Regions from separate parts of the Mus musculus genome. Here region 2 is linked to region 1. A link is a contact called in public Hi-C data. All regions are on one chromosome and are shown on one strand. The core of a region is the stretch at or near the end of the contact, and the rest is flanking DNA. Distances in the headings are between cores, read along the strand shown. Region 1 has its middle 47 kb from the start of Gm41184. Region 2 has its middle 83 kb from the start of Gm5464.

Region 1 (7,263 bases), core at 2,514-5,013:
TTGTCTCTTAATTGGTTCCCGATCCAACGGAGATTCACTATCACAGGGGGATTATCTGTCAGATGGTGTGATTACAGTTCTCATCTCGTGGTGCTGCTGTGAGCATGAACAGAAAAGAGAGTGAAGCATTTAACCCTGTGATTGGTGCTTAGGAAGTATTCAGGAAATGTCTGCCATTGTTAATACAATCATTACAGAAGCCAGGCATAGTGGTGCAGTCCTTTAAACCTAGCAGAGGCAGGAGGATCTCTGTCAATAATTTAGCCTCACAGCAATTTCAGGCCAGTCAAGGCTACATAACTAAGCCTTGTCTCAATAAAATAAAATAAAATAAAATAAAATAAAATAAAATAAAATAAAATAAGATAGATCAACAGTACAGTCTCTTGATGAGATTAGGGGACTTGGGGCACGGCATCTACTAGCTCAAATTTCTCTTGCCTCTCTCCATTCCACCCAAACCAGAGGCCAAGCTGTAGTTGAAGACAGTGTTTCTGCTAATTATTCCAAAGTAGAAAATCCATGTGGTTTCGTTTCACAGCCCTCCAGGGAAGCATGTGATAGACCTTACACTTTGAGTCATTTAAATATAATACTCTCCTGTCTTTAAATGGAGACCTGTCAGCACCAGGCAAAGAACACAGTTTAAGCTGTTGGGACTAGGAGTTCTGTCAGTTGAGGAGGACCATGTAACAAGATGCAGAACATCCTCATCCATCATGGAAAGTCCCTTCATCGGCCTTCCAGAAATGTCCTAAGCTCTCAGCCATGCCTTCTGACAGGTGTCAGCTGCACCCTGCTTCTGTTCTTAAGGACTACTTTTGCCTGTAGTGTTTGGACTTCATTTGTACGGACTCTGACAGAACATACGCTTTTGTGCTTGGCTTCTTTTGCTAAACATATGTCTTTGAGATTCATCCCCATCGTTGTATCTAACACCCACGATGCTCTCAATTATTCAAAGGCTATCAAGCAGGGAGGAGGAGAGAGTAAGAAAAATCTTTTCATCTGAAACAACCGAACTAGGTTTGCAGCTTTGAACCGATTGGATATAACTCAGTTTGACTATTTGACAAATCTTTGCAAATCCCAATGTTCTTAACTTCAAATGACTGTAAGAAATATTCATCTAGTAATGTCGCTGTCAAGATTAAGATGAATAGATGAGAACATGGTGCAGGACATCTGCGTGAGAGTTTGTTCAACCTGATAGAGCTGACCAGCCTCAGGGACTGACTCATTTCACTACCACAGCTAACCTTAGCAGGGTGAAGGGATAGAAACTGATTTTTCTACATTACACATGCAGCATAAACCTTATTTCCCACCATGGAATATATTTCAAAGATTGGAAGAGATTGTATCCAATCACATATAGTTTCAGAATTAAAATAAGTGATTAAAAATGCAGAAAACATAACTGGGGTTCTCTCTCTCTCTCTCTCTCTCTCTCTCTCTCTCTGTGTGTGTGTGTGTGTGTGTGTGTATGTGTGTTCATGTGCATATGGACATATGTCTAAGTGTAAATGAAGGCCAGAGGTCAGTGTTGGGTGTCTTCTTCAGTATCTTTTCCCTTATTTTTGAGACACAATCTCTTCCTGAACTTGGAGCATGTATTTTCAACTACGGTGCCTGGCCGTCAAGATCCTGGGACCTTCTTGTTGCTGCCATAGCAGAGCCGGGATAACGGGCATACAAGACAAGCCCCTTACCAACTGAGCCCCTTCACAACCCCTTGTTCCTGAGTTCTGTATTTTCATTTCACAGTGTGAACTCTGACCCTTAGCACTCATCTTTCCTGGAGAGGGTAGACTAATTCTAAAGGTTTAAAGGCAGCTAGCTATTTTTTTTTGCTATGGTAACATATCAAAGCAAGATGTGATTCCAGCAAAAAGCCCTTTCAAGATAATAAATTGCAAGCAGAGTACATAGTAACATTAAATAAAACTATAAAGAAAATATGAGGAAAACCCAGCACTTTCTGACTGTATTTCCATCAGCTCAGAGAACCTTGTCCTATAAACATTGATTATCTAAGACACAGGGAATTCAATAACATGAACAACCCATTATTTGTGCTGTTCTTGGAAAAATTCGGACCCTCAAAAAGAACTAATTTAGGAATGAAAGCAGTCTTTGAATACACGGAATATTTAGATACCTCAAAAACTATCGGTGCTCCGACTGCCTGGTTTGACATGGCCGTGGACATTATCATATCAGAGGCTTCTACATCAGGACTGGGAAGCTCTGCTTGAAACAAAAAATACAGATGCAATCATTGTGTTTCTTTAGGCAAAATCTACTTGAGTAGAGGCAGATAGCAGGAGCTAGTGTCTTCCCAATACATCCCAATAGGGCTGGCCATCTAGAAAGCTCCTAGGAGGGCGGACAAGATACTCCTGGGAAAAGGCACTTGCTGTCAAGTCTGACAACCTGACTTTGCTCGTTGGAACCCACAGGTTGGAAGGAGAAAACTCAGTTTAGGAAGCTATTCTCTGAGTCCACATGTGGACAGAAGCATAGAGGCATGAGCACGCACACACACACACACACACACACACACACACACACACACACACACACGCGCGCGCGCATAAAATCAATCAATGCAATTGCATTTATAACCCATTATGAACTCATTGATAGACTGAGGCATGCATAAAGCTATGAGAATAATGTCTCCTACATAATGTATGTTAAATCAAAGGTAGCAAATCTGCAAATGACAAACAATTTACATCTTTATATTAGTTTTGGTTTTGCTTTCATATTTTCTGTGTTCTGGGCATCTAACTCAGAACTCTACCTCTGAGGTATACCATCCAGCCTTGAATTTTTCATCATCAGTAAAATAATCCCACACATAGGTAGATTACATAATATAATGTATCCTTTCTACCAATACTTCACCTCTGTGAGTTACACATCTGTAAGCTATAGATGAAAATAATTGCCACACACTGAGTGCAAAGATTATTCTCTACTATTAACATTCTTTGTTAGAGCACACAAATTAATGCCCAATGACAGGAAACTACTAAGTAGATCAAAGTATCCCATTAAAAATTAATTTTAACAGAATATTTAATAATGCAAAGCAATCACTGTGTCATTCTAAATTAAAACAAAAATTACAAATAATAACAATACAAAACAATTTCATGTCTTTAGATAGCATATTTTTATGTGATTTATTGAGGGGCTGGAGAGGTGCCTCTGCAGTTAAGAACCCTTGCTGCTCTTGCCAAAGATCCTAGCACCCACATGGCAGGTCACAAACATCTGTAACTCCAATTTCAGGGGCTCTGATGCCATCTTCTGACCTCTGTGGGTACTTGGCTCACATGGTGAACATACATGCAAACAAAATGCACATACACATAAAATGAAAACAATGCCCTATTGCCAGGAAAGGACAAGGTGTTGTCTATAAACAACTATGATACTCTAGTGTGCAAGATACATGCGCTTCCTGATGGACTGCCTGAAACCTGACACTTCAGAAGCTGCAGGGGTTCTAGAAGTGACTTCTATTCTAATTTGTGATCCCCTTGGGGACCCTTAGACAAGGAATCATCACAAAAAGGATCGTGTGATTAGAAGCTTGGAAACTCAGATCCACTTTGGGAAGAAGCCCCTGGGATAATCTCTGAAGAACAGGGTGTGTGGGACTTCTAGGTGGCTAACACACCCACACAATAGGAGGACTGTGTACCCCAAACCCATGGTATAGGAACTCCTACTCTTGGTCCTTCTGGATCTCACTCCCTGGACTTTTCATCGAGTCCTTTATCTGCATTCTCTATAACAAGTCCTGTTAATCCAGTAGACTGATAAAACTGTTCGGAAAGCGCTTCCCTGTGTTTTGTGAGCTTCCCTAGCAAATGAATTGAATTTGGCGGGGAGGGGTGAATGTTATAGCTGCCTTCAGTATCCTGCCATGTCAGACCCATTGCCACTAACTTACAGCTTGAAGCTGACATCTGAGTTTGGAGATAGTCTTGTGTGGTTGAGCCATTAATTGTGGGGCCCGACTCCCTATCTACAGGGAGCATCACCCTGTGAGGGGCACCACCAAACTCTCATCACAAAAACGGCCTGTGATGAGTGTTGAGAACTGAGAAGAAAAATATCAGTTCCCTGATCTCACACATCGACTGTGCTCATTTCCCAGTCTGAACTTTTTGAACTTTATTTTCTCGTTGCTCCAAATGTCACTTAATACATTGGATGGAAAAATCAATATAAACATCAAATGTTAAACATGGGTATTTCTTTGTGTGTTTGGAAAATGGATTGTTTTTCATTAAGGTGCTTTTTCTCCCCCACCCCCATGACTTACGTATTGCTTTTGAAACAATCACAAAATAAAAGTAATTTTATGGGAAACTATTAAAAGCACAAAGGATTTTGTAAAGCAAAGCCCCAAACGCCCAAAGGCAAGAAAGCAGCCTCAGGGACATTGTAGTTGTCATTGTGAGATGAATTCTTGGTAACCTTTATTATCTTTGTGTTCCCGTCTATTTTCAAAATATTTCATCTTCTCATCCCATTTTGATATCTCCCCCACCACCTGCTCCTCTTCCGACTGCGGCATGATGAGGTTGATCTTTTTGGCTAACAGATTCTATTTGCCTTCTTCTCCATCTGTAATAGCATCCATGATGACTGTAGGCCGCTTTTCTTGATAATCCAAACGTCAGGATCCATAGAGATGCATCTATGAGTAAAAGCACGAGCTGCACAGGCATAGAAACTAGAATACAGATCCCTAGCACCCAAGCATAAAGCTGGGCATGGTTGTGTGTGCTGTGAAGGACTGAGATGGGAGAATCTGGGTCCTGTTCGGTGCTAGCATAGTTCCAAGTTCAGGGAGAGACCACATCTCAAGGAAATAAGGTACACATGTGCACATGACACATGCATGCATGTGCATGCGTTCACACATACACAAATGCAAATAAAATAAAATGAAATAAAATAAAATAAGATAAACAATCCTGAACTTAGACTTGCCAATGATGACATTGACTGAAACACAATGTGGCCATGGAACTAAATGAATATTTAAATATAACCCTTGGCGTGGGGGGGGGGGGGAAGAATGACCTCAGAGATGTCCTCCAGGACACGCATCCCTGATATTAGAATCTGTGAGTATTGTTTTATTCCAATAGAAAAGTGATTCTTCTTTTCTTCAATTCTCATCACCTGACAATGTAACTGGAATTCGGAGGCTTCCACACACTGTGTGGTTGTCAGGAGCAAGCATGAGTATTAACTTGACATGCATCTCATCAGACAGGATTTCTTCTGTAAGATGACCTGCTCTGTAAGATGACCTGCTTAGAAGATTACCTTCTCTAGAATATGACATGCTCTGTAAGATGACCTGCTCTAGAATATGACATGCTCTGTAAGATGACCTGCTCTAGAATATGACATGCTCTGTAAGATGACCTGCTCTAGAATATGACATGCTCTGTAAGATGACCTGCTCTAGAATATGACATGCTCTGTAAGATGACCTGCTCTAGAATATGACATGCTCTGTAAGATGACCTGCTCTGTAAGATGACCTGCTCTAGAAGATGACCTGCTCTAGGAGATGACCTGCTCTAGGAGATGGCCTGCTCTAGAAGATGGCCTGCTCTAGGAGATGACCTGCTCTAGGAGATGGCCTGCTCTCACTTATTATTGCAGGGGATTAGATTTTAACTTGACTTTCTTAAAGCAAGTCTAATGTAGGCCGTCCCTCCATTGAGATTTTCCTCTCAGATGGCACTAGGCTGTCAGTGTCAAGTTGACAGTTGACGCTTATTAGGGGACACACACACACACACACACACCACCCCTCTGAGTATTATTCAGCCATTAAGAATAACAATATTATGAAAATTGAGGGAAAATGAGAGAATCTGGTAATCTCTGCTGAGTGAAGAAGTCAGAGTCAGACAAATATATCATATTTTTATTTTATGGACATCTAGAAATAAAACATTTTAAAGACATGAATGTAGGAAGGATCTTATTAGGAGATAAAGAGACAGGAAGAGGAGAGGGGGAAATTCTCCGGAAGAACGGGTGATAAATAAGATTAAAGTAGATTGTGCACAGATATGGAAATGTCATTGTAAAACCTCGTGTGCTGCATGATTCCCATCTGCCAACAAAAAGCAAAGAGTAAATGTGTGAAGGCAGAATGTACACATGTATAGATACAACAGTTCTGTTCTCAACAAATGGGCCAAAGGTCTGGGTTAAAGGGTTTTCCTTGCTTGACCTGTTAAGATTGCTTCACAGGGGCTGACCTTTGCCCCAGTGACTGTGACAGCCAACTGTGTCAACGTAAGGTGCTATTTGACACAATTCAGCTGTCTAATGTAGTATTCAAAGGGATGAAACACCAGAGCATAGGTTTGGGGTGGCGGTTAGCCGTTGTCTCCTCTGTGGCCATTAAAGGTAATAGATAGAGAGAGGACACACTGGGGTGAACGCCTCTTGCCCTGTGCAGAGATTATGGCATACTCTTAGCTCCCACAGCTTCTATTTTCATTGGATTGTAAAATGAGCTCGAGTAGCCTACCGACTACACTGTAAGTGCCCAACAATTGCTTCAAATTGAGGTGATGCTCATACATCCCACAGGCTTTGCAAACACTGTCACAAAGAGCAGGGAATCTGCAGTCAGGATGCCACCAGCTGTCCCTGGATGCTGCTTTTCTTTGTTAGAATTGTGCCAAATGTTCTTTCATATAAGGGGTGTGGTCTGGAGACAGTTATCAAAGCTAAATGACACCAGCAAAGGAAAATGTCTCCCTTGGAACAAAGACTGGCCTAGGGACCACTAGAATTCCATAGTCACTATTAATCAGTTCAAACCAAGACAGGTTATTTGTTATGTGTTGCGTGTCAAGAATAAAAAAGAAATCCAAGACCTAGAAAATGGGCAGCAGGCTTGCCAGTGTTCTTTAAACTGTCATTAACTGCATCGCACAGTCTGCAACCTTTTTGATTCTCCTGGAAACAAGGGTGACAATCACTGGAAATTTCCAACTGTATTGGGCACAAAAGGATCTGGAAGTTCCATAGGAAGCTGATTGCTACATAAGACCTCTTCCTCTGTGTTTCTAGTGGCTTTACAGAACCTGCCGCTGCTGTTCAAGACAGGAGCCCTCGGAGCCGTTTGATTCCATTGTGAATTCATAGCCTGTTACTCCAGCAAGCAGTAAGCAGCAAGCAGCAAGCTAGAGCTTAGGA
Region 2 (7,263 bases), core at 1,669-4,168, 270 kb after region 1:
ATCTTGTGGTTAAGGCCATGTGCACCACTTTCACCACTGCCGAGTTGCTACTGTTTCCTTCTCACTGTGTGTTCACTTGAAGTGAGTCACAAGGTCCAGATCAACCTTAAAAGATGGGGTAGAGAGAATGGCGTGCTTCCTCTCAAGAGGTGGCCAGTGTTCACATATGCCATCAGAATTACTCTGTAAGAAGAGTTGTCATAGGCTGGGAGATGGCTCATTGGTTAAAGCGCTTACCACATAAAGCATGAGGTCCCAGATAAATGCCAGCAGGGTGTGTAATCACAGGAGCTCTCCTGTAACTCCAGCCTCGGGAAGAAGGAGACAAGGAGTTCCCAGAGCATGGTGACTAGGGAGACTAGACATATTAGTGAGCTGTGGGTTTGATGGAGAGATCCAGTCTCAGATAACAAGGTGGAAGAGAGATGGAAGATGATTCCTAACACCAACCTTGGGCATCCATGAATGCGCACAAACACAGGAACACACAGGTGTACACATATGCACAGAAATGGAAACAGAAAAAAAAAGAGAGCTGTATTTATTTTTTTAATTTTTTTATTAGATATTTTCTTCATTTACATTTCAAATGCTATCCCCTATACTATAAGTCCCCTATACTCTCCCCCCGCCCTGCTCCCCTACCCATCCACTCCCACTTCTTGGTCCTGGCTTTCCCCTGTACTGGGACATATAAACTTTGCAAGACCAAGGGACCTCTCTTCCCAATGATGGCTGAGAGCTGTATTTATATCTATTAATCACCCATCTCTCAGTAGGTCTTCATCTGTGTTTTGGGTTGTAATTAAAAAGTAGGTTAATTGTGTATTGTACAGAAATTTCCTCCCAGATAAAATCTCCCATATTGGAGGGAATCTCATTAAGACGTGGGATGTTCTAAAGGGAGGTAAACATTCCATCCCTCAAGGAAGCTCACTGGTCTCAAAGTAAACAATTCAATGACTTCAGGAAGTCCCTGAAAATGACTAACTATTCTAGGTCCCTCCCTCCCCAAATGGATAGAAGCAGGATACATTCTGAGAGAATCTGAGCTGCCCAAAAGTGACAGAGGCCACCCAAGCTGCCCAGAAGAATCTCAGATCTAAGTGCCTGGAAGAGACACTCTCCAACCTGTTGAGCTGCCCCACAGGCTGTGCAGCATGCTGCAGGTCCCCAGCTTTGTGAGCTGTCACCCATGCTTGGGTGAGTATTTGGTGACATAGCTGTCCTTGTGCTATGACTACCTCTGTAAGTAAGCTCTTGCTCATATTCCTGTAAGTGAGCCCAATAATCTCATTAGTTCACCAAAGTAGATTTTGGTGGTGTCTTTCCTGATGACAATGGTCATCAGCCAGGGTGAGTGTGCACATTTATTCACCTCTTCCCAGGAATAGTCACACAACAGCATAGCGCTGCAAACCTTTCGTCCCAGCACTCAAGAGGCAGAGACAAGTGGAGTTCTGCGAGTTCCCGGCCAGCCTGGTTTCCATAGTCTGTTCAGGTTAGCCCAGGCTACATAGTTGGACATAGCCTCAAAAAGAAAAAAAATTAAGTTATCTATTGGCTAGTTCAAAGTGTACTTAGTCATTTTGTACTTCCTATTGTTCCATTTTTGTCCACGGGGAGCTACTTCAGCTTCTTGGTCTTTTATGGGGAGAGTCTGGGTCTTACTTATATGAAGATGGTATGTCATCTGATGAGGCCAAAACATAACAGTTACTACTGGTGATATTCGGATGCTCACACGTGAATGTGGATGCTGATTAAATGGTAACTTATGCTGTTAAACTCGTATCTGTCATCTCCAAAACCTCCCCTCTATCCTGGGCTCTACAATGTAAGAACTCGACTCCTGCAAATGCTATTTCTCCTGTCAGTGGACTTGTTGCTAGCTTCTGCCAGTAGGAGGCAGTAGAGGGAGATCAGCTGGATGGAGAAGGATTCTGCCCCTCCTTCCTGCCAGCCCTGTGTAGCAATGACACTTCACCATAGTGGCCACATTTACTTCAGCTTCTAGACTCTTCCCAAACTTCCAGCGCTACGCTACGCTACGCTACGTTACGTTACACAACGCTACATTTCATGCTGTCTCACGAGTGGTTCGGATGATGTCAGTCTCTGCTGCACAGAGAGCCTCCTTCAAGCTTCCAGTCTCTCACATCCATGGTCTTTTACTTTTACAGTTTCATGTGCAGCCTGTTCTTTACATGAAATCGTCGTCCACACACATCGTCTGTGCTTTCTTGCATGCATCCTCACAGATACAGAAGTAAAACTTATAACCGTACAACTAAGAAATGAGAAGCCGTCTGCAAAATGAAAGCAGCTGCTTTGGTGGGACATGCTCACGGGGGCTTTCTTATCTGTCTTCCAGTACTTCTAAAGTTCTGCTGTGACAGCATTTCATAAGCCTCTGTCCTTTACAGAGGACGGCATGTACCCAGGGCAAACTACCTCCCACATGCAATGATAGGTAAGGAGACCAATTTATGTAACTTGTTGGTAATTGCCAGGTGGGCGGAGACAGAGTGTGAATTGCTGGAAGAGAGAGTAAACAGAATCCTGAGAGAGATGGTATCTAGGGAGAAATGTTTTCTGGAAACAGAAAAGGCCATTGAAGGGTTCAAAGACAGCAGACACACTTCACCACACTGGAAGCTCCCACATATAGAAAGCAAGGTGATGACTCAGTCGGTCGAGTGCTTACCACACAAACATGAAAACCTGGGTCTGGATTCCCAAAACCTGTGCAAAGGGTGAGTACTGACCCCTGACCTGTAAGCCCTATGCTAGAGGGGAGGAGACAGGGGTGGACCCCCAGCGGTCTCTGGCTAGCCAGCCTAACCTAATCTGTGAAGTACAGGCTCCCAGCGATAAGGTGGAGAGCCATTAAAGAGGATACACAGCATAAACCTCTGGCCTGTGTGCAATGTGTATCCGATTGCCTGCTCTTGTTTGCGCTCTCTCTCTCTCTCTCTCTCTCTCTCTCTCTCTCACACACACACACACACACACACACACACACACACGGAGAGAGAGGGAGTAGGTTATGACCATTTATTTCTTACCATTTGTAACGAAGTAGGGTACACAAGGAAACTTGGGTGTACATAGGACAAGAGCAAGCTGGGCTCCCAGAAGCTTTCTCCAAGACAGAAATGCTCCTCTAACTCATTCTCTGAAGCTTCAATGCAGGCATCAGCGCCCTCTGCTGGCCAGGATGCAGAGCACGCCACAGACCGCCCAAATAGCTTTAAGCTGACACCCTTAAGTGTCTTTTGAAGACCCAACTCCCAGCCCCTCTGACTGTGACTGCTTTACGCTAAAATGAGATCTTTGAGATGGGCCCTAATTTAATATGTCTAGTGTCCTTTGACGATGAAGCAAACAGGCATAGACAGAAGGAAGACATAGGGAGACACGCCTTGCACAGTTAGGGAGACACAAAAGAATCCCACCCAGCCAGGGCCTCCGTTTCGGACCGGACTCCCCAGAGATATGATAAAATAATTTCCTGTGGATTTTCATTGCATTTTTATTTATGTATGTAGGAAGGGGTGTGTGCCACCGCGTATGTGGAGGTCAAGGAACAAGTTTCTGTAGCTGGTCCTCTCATTCCACCATGTGGATCCCAGGCTGACCGGCACACCCACAGTGATGCACACCCACAGTGATGCACACCCACAGTGACGCCGTACCTTACCTGATCAAGGAAGAAACTAACATCTGAACCAGCAGTTCTCAATCTGTGGGTCACAACCCTTTTGGCGAACCTCTGTCTCCGAAACTATTTACATTATGATTTATAACAGTAGCAAAATTACAGTTATGAAGTAGCAGTGAAGATACTTTTATGGTTGGGGGGAGGGGTCCCTACAACATGAGGAGCTGTATTAAAGGGTCGCAGCTTTAGGAAGGTCAGGAACCACTGATCTAAAGCAACGCAGTTAGTTCTGCTTGGCCTACCCCATGCACCCCTGAATCTGGCCTAGTGTGAGCCTTTGGAACGCACCACTTAGTCTTTTATTTTGAGGTGCCCTCCCAACTATCTCCTTCACTCTGCGTTCATATTTCTATCTGATGTCATTCTCTCCCCAGCTAAGGGATTTGCTTTGACAGTTCTGCAGGCTGAGAGTGCTATCAATACACTCTCTCAGCATTTCATGCCTGAAGAATTCTGTATGTATATATATTCATTTTTAATTTTCCAAAACATCTGTACTTGGAAAATTAAAAATAATAATTAATAATAGTAAATTCTTACCTAGAGTTTTTTCCTTTGGGCTTCCCTCCACTGTCCTCTTGTGCCAAAATTCTTACATTTGTTTTTTGCTCACGTGTCTTCTTCTGGCGGCTTTATAAATAATAATGAATAGACTTTGTCTTCAAGTGAGCAAGGCATGTAGAGGTTATGTTCTACCTCCTTCTCTGTTTCCTATCATTCACATCTTGCAGGTGTGGTGTGTCTGTTGCAGTGGATGAATTAGTATTTATGCATTATTGTCACTAAGGCCCGTGTAAGGCACACTTCATTCCAAGCTGTATAGTCCTGAGGTTTGTCCAAACATTGGATGTCATTTATCCCCCATGACAGAATCATTTTACCACCTGTACTGTGGCTGGGTTTGTGTCAACTTGGCACAGGCTGGAATCATCACGCAGGAAAAAGCCTCAGTGAAGGAAATGCCTCCATGAGATCCAGCTGTAGGGCATTTTCTCAACCAGTGGTGCCATCCCTGGGCTGTGGTCCTGGGTTCTATAAGGAAGCAGGCTGAGCAAGCCAAGGGAGCAAGCTGTAAGCAGTGCCTACCTCTCCGTGGCTTCTGCATCAGCTCCTGCCTCCAGGGTCCTGCCCTGCTTGAGTTCCTTCAGCAATGAAGAGGGATATGGAAATGTAAGCCAAATAGACCCCTTTCTTTCCAACTTGCTTTTTGGTCATGGTGTTTTCATTAAAGCAACAGAAACCCAAGTCACCTCCTTAGAGTCCCTTTATCCCGCTTCTCCTTCCCTCCCCCATCCCCCTTGAGTCACCCACCACTGCCCCTTCCGATGGCTTTGTGGATGTGGTTCCCCAGGCTGCTCTCCACTCACTGCAGGAGAACTGCACGGTCTAAGAGTTTCCATTTTAACCATTTCTAAGCATATGGTTCAGTGGCATTGTGTGCATTCATGAATCCAACCAAATCCACTCTCCATCCCCCAAACAGAAGCTGAGCTGAGGGGCACATGACAACCCCAAGCCAGGGAGCTAATGACATCCATGTTTTCTTATAATTGTCGGGGGGGGCTTTATTATCTTAAGGAGACCTCATCAATATGCCCAAGTTTTAACTCTTTTTTTTTCACTCTTCGTATATGATATAAATCAAATGCTCCTTTAATTGGACATATTTATAACCAGTAACAGGTCCAGGTTCTGACAGTTTTATGGGTGAGTCCATTTAGACTTTCAAATAGACAATTCTTCTGCTCTGTAACTAAACCACTCTGCAGCACAGAGCATATGGACACAAGCCCCAAATGATTTAACAGGCTGCTGTATAGACACAAAACTAACGTTATACATCAGAAGATACTTAGAGCTAGCCCAGGTGTAAACTGCTCAAAATGAAAATCGAAACAAGGTATCAACTTTGTCTTGCAAATAACATTGACTGCAGTGATCTAGTTTGCCTTTCAGTTACTGTAACTAACACTGACCAAAACCAACATGGGAGAGGAAAACACGTATTTGGCTTATAGGTTACACGCATTACATCATCCAGGAAAGCCAAGGAAGGGACATAAACAGAGACTATGGAGGAACACTGCTCACTGGCTTGCTGTTCATGGCTTGCTCTGTTTGCTTTTCCTTTCTTTCCTTATTTATTTATCCACTTAACATCCCAATCACATCCTCGCATCCTCACATCCTCCCTCACATCCTCCCTGCCCAACCTCACACAGTCCCTCTCCCATCCCTCATCCCTTTCTTCCCTGGGTATCACCCCATCCTGGCACATCAAGTCTCTGTAGAACTAGGCACATCTTCTCCCACTGAGGCCAGACAAGGTGTCTCAGTTACGTGACCAAGATCCACAGGCAGGCAACAGATTCAGGGACAGCCCCCTCCCCACTCCAGTTATTAGAGACCCTCAGTTTGCTTTTCTTCTTCAATCCAGGGCCACATTCCCAGGGGTGGCACTGCCCACACGAGCTGAATCCTCCCACGTCAATCATTAATTTAAAATATGTACCCCCAACTTGCTTATAGGCCAAGCTGATAGAGCCAACTCCTCAACTGGGGGTCCCTCTTCCCAGGTTACTACATTTGTGTCAAATTCACACAACCAAACAGCACATACAGTTAGAATTTGTCTCTTTTGTGGGTAAAAATGCTAGATGGTTGGTCCAGTAAAACTTGTTGAAATTAAGTGTCTCTTCTAAAAAAAAACTAACATTTTTATATTTACTAAAATCTTTACATTTATTTTTTACATTTACTTGGTGGCGGACTGCATGACACAGCAAGTATGAAAGTAAGATGACAACTTGTATGAGTTGTTTCTCTCCTTCCACCATATTGATTGTGGGGATCAAACTCAGGCTTGGCAACAAATGACCTTACTCACTGGGACATCTCACTAGTCCAAATTATATTGTCTTCAAATGACAAAGAATGTCTTTGTGAACCCAAGAGCCAATGTTATATCTACTTTGTATTTCTGAAAACATATTCCAAATAGTTTCTTTCTGATTTTTATTAGTAAGATTTTATTAGTAAGGACCATATAAGGTTCAAACTCTTAAAATTTGAATAAATGTGAGATATGATTCATCAAGCAAATGAAATACTGTATGCTCGATCACACATTGTAACACCCCCGTGTTCCCTGCCCATCTGACATATGGGACGATGCTTCCATAAGGTGGCCCGCCAGGAAGCACTTTATTGAAAACTACTTTAGAGAGTGTTGCAGTGATTGACTCCTAACAACGGGAAGAGAAGGGAAATTGCTGCCGGCTCCTTTATGACATTGTCCTAACAGTCCAGACTAAATAGCCCTTACCTAACACCGAGCAAGAGTGGACCTTAGGAGGGTGTGAATTGCTGACAGCTTGACCTGGTATCACTCATACAACATCCCATCCTGCAACACAGACATCTCTTCTCCAGAGTGCTGGGAACACAGTCCAAGATGGACCATCTTTAGGGCCAGAAAACAATGGAGGTTAAGCCATAGAAAGCATGTTATCTAGCCATACAGAAATCAGACTGGAAAG

Evidence for each region. A called contact is a pair of places that touch in the nucleus more often than the background predicts.
Region 2: a contact with region 1 is called in a Hi-C map of the G1E-ER4 cell line, with 4 times the contacts expected there. The contact joins two enhancer-like sites. A contact is called at or near these places in 2 of 39 promoter capture datasets (cranial neural crest and liver), 6 of 484 Hi-C or Micro-C datasets (the G1E-ER4 cell line, embryonic stem cells, ganglionic eminence and 1 more), 2 of 115 datasets of contacts at active chromatin or transcription factors (VIP interneurons and embryonic hindbrain) and 1 of 9 other capture datasets (embryonic stem cells).

The regions. Positions count from the first base shown.
Region 1 is chr14:66,515,733-66,522,995 of GRCm38.p6, forward strand. No RefSeq gene overlaps it. Among named protein-coding and RNA genes, the nearest start is that of Gm41184, 47 kb to the left of the region's middle. Within about 2 kb of position 3,764, at least 1 of the 459 cell types and tissues checked has an H3K27ac peak or open chromatin away from gene starts, as enhancers often do. A contact at or near this core is called in the G1E-ER4 cell line, where this site is marked.
Region 2 is chr14:66,781,898-66,789,160 of GRCm38.p6, forward strand. No RefSeq gene overlaps it. Among named protein-coding and RNA genes, the nearest start is that of Gm5464, 83 kb to the right of the region's middle. Within about 2 kb of position 2,919, at least 18 of the 459 cell types and tissues checked have an H3K27ac peak or open chromatin away from gene starts, as enhancers often do. A contact at or near this core is called in the G1E-ER4 cell line, where this site is marked.